2 separate regions of the Hordeum vulgare genome follow, and region 2 is linked to region 1. A link is a contact called in public Hi-C data. All regions are on one chromosome and are shown on one strand. Each heading gives the region's core, a stretch centred on a gene start, on an enhancer-like site or on the middle of the called end of the contact. The rest is flanking DNA. Distances are from core to core; before and after follow the strand shown.

What was found. Hi-C and Micro-C count contacts between places; a contact is called where the count stands out from the background.
Region 2: a contact with region 1 is called in a Hi-C map of leaf, with 2.6 times the contacts expected there. The contact joins the promoter of LOC123425369 here to the promoter of LOC123425363 in region 1. A contact is called at or near these places in 2 of 6 Hi-C or Micro-C datasets (leaf and seedling).

The regions. Positions count from the first base shown.
Region 1 is chr2H:104,488,498-104,491,631 of MorexV3_pseudomolecules_assembly, reverse strand. It overlaps LOC123425363, which reads left to right and starts at 1,521. Exons shown (of 4, transcript XM_045109050.1): 1 at 1,521-1,887; 2 at 2,064-2,275; 3 at 2,531-2,603; 4 at 2,863-3,134. The coding sequence starts at 1,686. The coding sequence ends at 3,038.
Region 2 is chr2H:105,159,056-105,162,189 of MorexV3_pseudomolecules_assembly, reverse strand. LOC123425369 reads left to right here and starts at 1,718. Exons shown (of 6, transcript XM_045109058.1): 1 at 1,718-2,112. The coding sequence starts at 1,812.

The DNA.
Region 1 (3,134 bases), core at 272-2,771:
AACGACCCGATGCTGTGCCGTGCAGCTAGGCATCTCTCGGTTGCAACTGCATCATATTTTTTTTGTTTGCAGTTCACCGAGAGCAATATATGCTGGGTTTGTTACATGCGGAGGTTAACTTTCGACATGCTTGTACCAAAGTCGCTCTATATGACAGCCAAAAGGTTGCAGCCACATTTTACTGAAGTCACACACGTTGGCCCTGTTTGGAACCACAATAGATTATAATAATTTAGATTATGAAGATAGATTATATAATCTGATTTATAAAAATAATCTAGGTGTATATGTTTGGAAGCCAGATTATATAAACCATAATCCAGGTTTTATATTATACAATGACATGTCTTTCCTCTGTTTTTTAGCTGCAAAGGTAATAATCTAGATGAGCATGTTTGGAGGACGGTGGCGGTGGCAGTAGGTAATTATCTCCAAGTTTTCAAGGATAATGGGTCATTACTAATCCATAATCTGATTTTAGCCGGGGCAGAGTAGATTATGAGTTTTTAATAATCTGAACATTTAGTTTTTATAAACTGCAATATAATTTACCATGTTTGGAGACATAATAGATTATAAAAATCAGATTATATAATCTGAGTGGTTCCAAACGGGGCCTAAAGCGTGTACATTCTATATTTAGTAGTGCTGTGAATGACTTTTCTCCCGAATATTCGGTGATCCTTTTTCCCCTGAAATTCAAACAACAAAGTTTTTATCGAAAAAAAGGGAATGCCACAGGGGACTTGCAATTTTGGCACATTTCACCTACACGTGGGTTTGTAGGCTCCAGTATTTTTTATTAATCACAAAGGGTTGCCAAGAGCCCGTGAGCCAATTGTGGATAACATTCACACCGAGTCAACATAACATTCAGTTTATCAGTAATAAAGGATCATCTAAAGCATTCTGTAGATAGCAAAGTTTTTGGACTTCAATAGTTGGCGAACATTCGGCTAGAAGAATGGCATTGAGAACGATCTTTATGACAATTTTAGTTATAAGAGGCAATTTCCTCCGACCATGGTATGTCAATTCCTTCCTAGAGAAGCCAATTAGGGCTCCTTTGATTCAAAGGAATTCTATAGGATTTTTAAAGGATTAAAACCCTTAGGATTTTTTTTCTATATTGGTCCTTTGAATCATAGGATTGAATCCCATTGGAATTTTTCTTATGGAATCTTTTGTACTACATTTCATAGGAAATCTAACATCCACGTCAACTTCTTTTGCAATTCCTTTGTTTTCCTTATGGCATCAAACACTCCTTACTAATCCTATGGGTTCAAATGAACATGCCACTCAAATCCTCCATTTTTTTCTATTCCTGCGTTTTAAAAATCCTGCGAATCAAAGAGGCCCTTAGCATTATTTTTTAGTGTTAATAAAATGAAATGATACGCGTCTTCTCCAGAAATCATACGATCCAAGCTTGTGGCCTTGTGGGTTGATCGGAAACATCGGTTTTTGATCCGGCGGCTCGCGTTTGTTGCAGGCCGTCAGCCACAGCAGCAGACGAGGAAACGGCTGGCTCAGAGGCGGGCAGCCATGCTGCACCGGTCTCTTCTCTTCTCCATCGGGGTGCAGATAGAGCGGCGTCGGTGCAGCGCCACCCAACCCAACCAGTGGCCAGCAACGACCCATCCACCGGAAGGCGTCGATCGGCTGCGCGGCAGACTCATCCCATGGCGACCCGGGCTCTGCACTCGCCGAGGCTCACCAGCCCGCCGCTCACGGGCCGGCATGCGGCGACGAGGTGCAAGTGCTCCGCCGCGCCGCTCTTCGCGAAGCGACTGCCACTCGTCGTCGCCTTCCCTCGCTCCGTGGCCTCCTGCTGCGCCGTGCAGGAGTCGTCGGCCGGCGCCACCGCCGCCGCCGCAACCGCTGGTACTCCCATTCGATCACTCTGCTTAATTCACTGTGGCATTAGGAAATGAGTGCTGCGATCAAGTGGTGTACGCTGTGATGATCATCCGCGCTGTTCTTGTTCATGAAGCTTTAAAAGCTTCGGATGCTGGTGCTGCCTATATCGATGTACCTGAATTTTGCGTGTTCTGACGCAGTTAGCGAGACGAAGGATGCAGACGGTGACAAGAAGGAAGCCGCAGCCGCGGAGGCCAAGCCGGCAGCCAAGCCAGCAGCGGCCAAGCCGAAGAAGGCCCCGCCAAAGCCACTGCCGGAGATGATGGAGGAAGAGATCATCCCTCCTTTGAAGACTGCGCTGGAGGCCGAGGAGGACGTGTCCCAAGTCGTGCTGACGTTCCAGAACAACACGGTGAGATCAGTGATTCATATCGACAAGCGATTGCGCGCCAGTCACAGACCCATGATACTTGTGATTTGGCATCGCTACTACACTATTACCGTGCAAGCTTTGAGTAATTAGGAACTGCTAGTACTAGGCATGGAATAGGCTCACTGCACGTTCAAGCACTTGGTTCCTCACTCTTCAGCCATCACGCAAATGCTAGCGATCTCCAATGTACTACGTTGGTGTCGTTCTGATCCTTTAGGTGTCCATGATTTGCAGTTGGAAGGCTCCTTCGTGAAGGAAGACATACCCTACTACTTCTGGGCCTTCTTCCCACAAGGAGACCTCACAGGTAAAAACTAGTAACTTTGAAACTCTTGTGTCAATAGTAGAATGCCGTTTCTCCCCGTGCATTGCAATGTTAGTTACTTGCTGAGAAAACTGTTGACATGACAATCCTTCATGACCTAGTTTGTTGTTCCTGTAAACTTCTGAAAACCTCAGCGCAAATTACTGTAATCAATCACTTTATAGCCCAAAAACTATAACAATAAAACCATCTCTAGTCTCAACTAATCTGAATTCTCACTTCAATGGGCTGACAACTGCAGGACCCAAGGGCTTTGCGATGACTTCCTACTCCATGGAGGTGAGCACCATCGAGCCGTTCCTGATCGACGAGAAGAGGGTCACTCCACAGTACGTGGTGTTCTGGGTGTATAAGAGGCTGGCCGGCCAGGGGGTCCTCCCGGTCTGGAAGGCAGAGGACCTGACTCCTGCACAGTAGTAAGTAGTAGTAACACATGCAAGATACAACATACAGGGTGATCATACGGACACAAGTTACTCTGTGTATACGATGTCCATGTCTAATTGTGAATTG
Region 2 (3,134 bases), core at 469-2,968, 670 kb before region 1:
GTCGATCGCGAGGATCCTCTCGTAGGCAGATCGTATTAGCAACATCAACTACTTCTCCATCATCTTCACCCACATTGTCCTCTTCAACGGTGTTACAAAAGTCGATCCGTCGCCCTCGACTCTTTCTGTGATAACCATAATTCCTCTACTCAAAACTACACCAACAAGCCTGATGTCGGTTGCGTTCCAAGTCTCGCCATACGGGCCCATATTGACCTAGAACTCACGCGACAACACCTCCTTCACGTCGAACTTGCTTCCGGGTCTACCTCAACGCTTTCGACGGCGACTTCGATGCCCGGGTCATCCTCGAGCACGGACTACGACTCTTCCACCATGTGATATGACCTCGACATCCCTTTATACTACACCAGGTCGGATTACGAATTTCCTACGACTTATGATGACTACACCGCATGGGTGACTAGCCCTTCTCCTAGATATGCCCCTTACGCCATAAAATGGTACGACTTGGCGGAATGACAACTTTCCTCGTACTCCCTCGATGCTCAAGTCACGGAATACTGTGTGGAAGGCCAACACTCCAACCAAAACGACAACACGAGAAACATACCTTAGGGGGCTTATAACCCTTTGAATCCAACTCCATTGCTAGCTCCAACTACATCGGATCCAATGACCCGCTTCATGTGATGATGGCAAATGGTCCTCGAGAACCCTCGCGGGCATCATGAATTAATGAACAAACAAAGTGACTTTAAAAATGTTTTCTACTAGTAACAGAACACAACTTTCAAATTGATTACTATACTTCTAGTGAGTTGACGAGAGTCCTTGTACTACTATGTGTTCATCTATAAATTCCTACCAGACCAATATATGAGCTTGTGCTGCTATTTGTTGTTCAAATTACCAACCCCGATGTATGATGCATTTTATGATCACGACCAGAAAAAAACACATAACATATGACATAAATGAAACTTAGGAGAAACCGTGTAACAATTCATCCCACACGTGCTATGTCATAGCTGTTCTTGACCTTTTTATTTTTCTTTTTCTTTTCGAGATGTTGTTTTTGACCTTTGTTCCTTTCAAAGTTTTGTTACAAGACCGAAGAAAACCTTGGCACTTTTCAATTTCACCCCCAATGAAAACCACGCGATACAGAGAGACCCGAAAAGGAGAGGGGAGACATAGTAGATTCCCCTTTCAAGCATCCACCTCCTCACCCTCCTCCTCGCCTCCGCCTCCCCTCCCACCTGTCCGCCTCCCCTCCCACCTCCCTGCGCGCTCCTCCGCCGCCGCCCTCGCCTTCTCGGAGTGGGGCTTTTCCAAGCAGACCGCCTCCCTCCTGCTCGTTTTCGTCCTCCGCCGCCGCCATCTTTTCTTGGAGTAATTTCTTGAAATTTCTGGTTTTCCTTTTGGGGCCAACCAGCCCAAGAACCCGCTCGCTGCTGCCCCTGGCTTCATGGAAGGCTTCTTGGTCAGCCTGAACCCCTTCCGATTCAAGCCGATTTGGCCAGCAAGAACTGCCCCCAAGTCTCTTTGAAGCCCCAGAAACCCTTCTCCCTCGGGGATTGCAAGGAATCCCCGGCCGCCGCTCCCCACCCCCCTGCTAATCTCAAGTTCCCCGTGCAATTCTTGCGTCCTCCGAGGTTTCGGAGAGACGCCCCCCGCCCCCCTTCTTCCCCGAGAACCCTAAAGCCGCTTTCTTCGTTTTGAGGACCCCCCCCCCCCCCCCCACCCCACCCCACACCGCGCGGAAGGTCATGAGCCTGTTGCCAAAGGCTCCTTTCTTTGTTTAGTACTCCGTGCCGGGGGTGCGTCCTGTTGGTACTGCGGCAAGCATGGCGAGGGAGGGCCGTCCGGAGTTCGTGAGGTGGAGGGAGGAGTTCCTCTCGCAGGAGAGGGGCAGCCGCGTCGTGCATTACTACTTGGAAGACGCCGATGGCGTGTCTCATCTGGCAGTCGTGGGCACAGAGCGGAGCCTGCGCCACATGCTCTACGTCGTGTCAGAGGATTTCCATGGGCCGCAGGGAAGCGGTGGTGCTGATGGTGGGCAGGGGATGTTTGCGCGCAAGTGGAGGTCCCGCCGTGAGGTCGTGGATTGGCTCGAGTCCTTCCTTCCGGCGAAGACCCTCACCTCAAGTAATTACCACCTTCTCTGTTTCTAACATTTGATACATGAATTCAGCTGATACTAAGCATTACCATCTGTTATTGTTTCTTGAATTTTATATGTTATATGTTGAGTAGTGTTTCTGGAACATACACACTAAGACATAAATGTCTAATCTAGAAATCATGCTTACATAGTTTACTGCATCGGTCCTCAGCACAGAAGCTTGCTTTGCAATAGACACGATCAGGCACTTCTCAAACCTTCAAGAGCATGTTAGACTGTAATTTGAGAATATCCGAATGGCAAAGTATGTCAAAATTGAGGTTCTCCTGTCCAATTTTATGTCATGTTGAGATATGGTAACATTAATTAGCATAAATGTTTGGATAGCCACTTGTTGATGTATTAGCTTTTGTGCTTTACCTGTTGGGTGACCGTAACATTATTTGATGACATTGTTTTATTGCACTTTAGAGCATCTACAATGGTGGACACTTAAACAGAAAAAATTGAATAGCAGAATTTTTTAAAAGCCCCAAACGTTATCTGGTTGAAAACCAGGCGCTAACCGTCGGCGCTAAATACGGGTGGAGAACAGATCTTGTTGCCTCCTCTCGTCTGGAAAAAAAGGGCAAGCGTTCACTGTCTTATTTTGCGTCGATGCGGCAACCGACGCCAGGAATTGAGGATGCAACAGGTGATAGAACGGGAAATTTTCCCTAGCGCTCTCCCCTAGCGCCTGGCGTTGGAGATGCCCTTACAGACCTGCTAGTCCTTTTCACCATTGTTGTACTAGGCATGTCCGTTCCTGTCTTTTACAGTTTGACCAAACCAGAGACCTAATGTTTATGCACTAGCAGCTATACCTGCCTGGATGCAAGATTGTACACTAGGCCACCAATTCAGGTGTTTGTCAGGTCTTAGAAACTAGCAATTGACGTTCCTATGGGTTAAAAATAAATATTATGGAAGCCGGGGAAGGTCGATACTTGTTGTAGATGATGAGTGTCTACTTTATATGCAAAATCATAGTAGGACCAGCCACTAG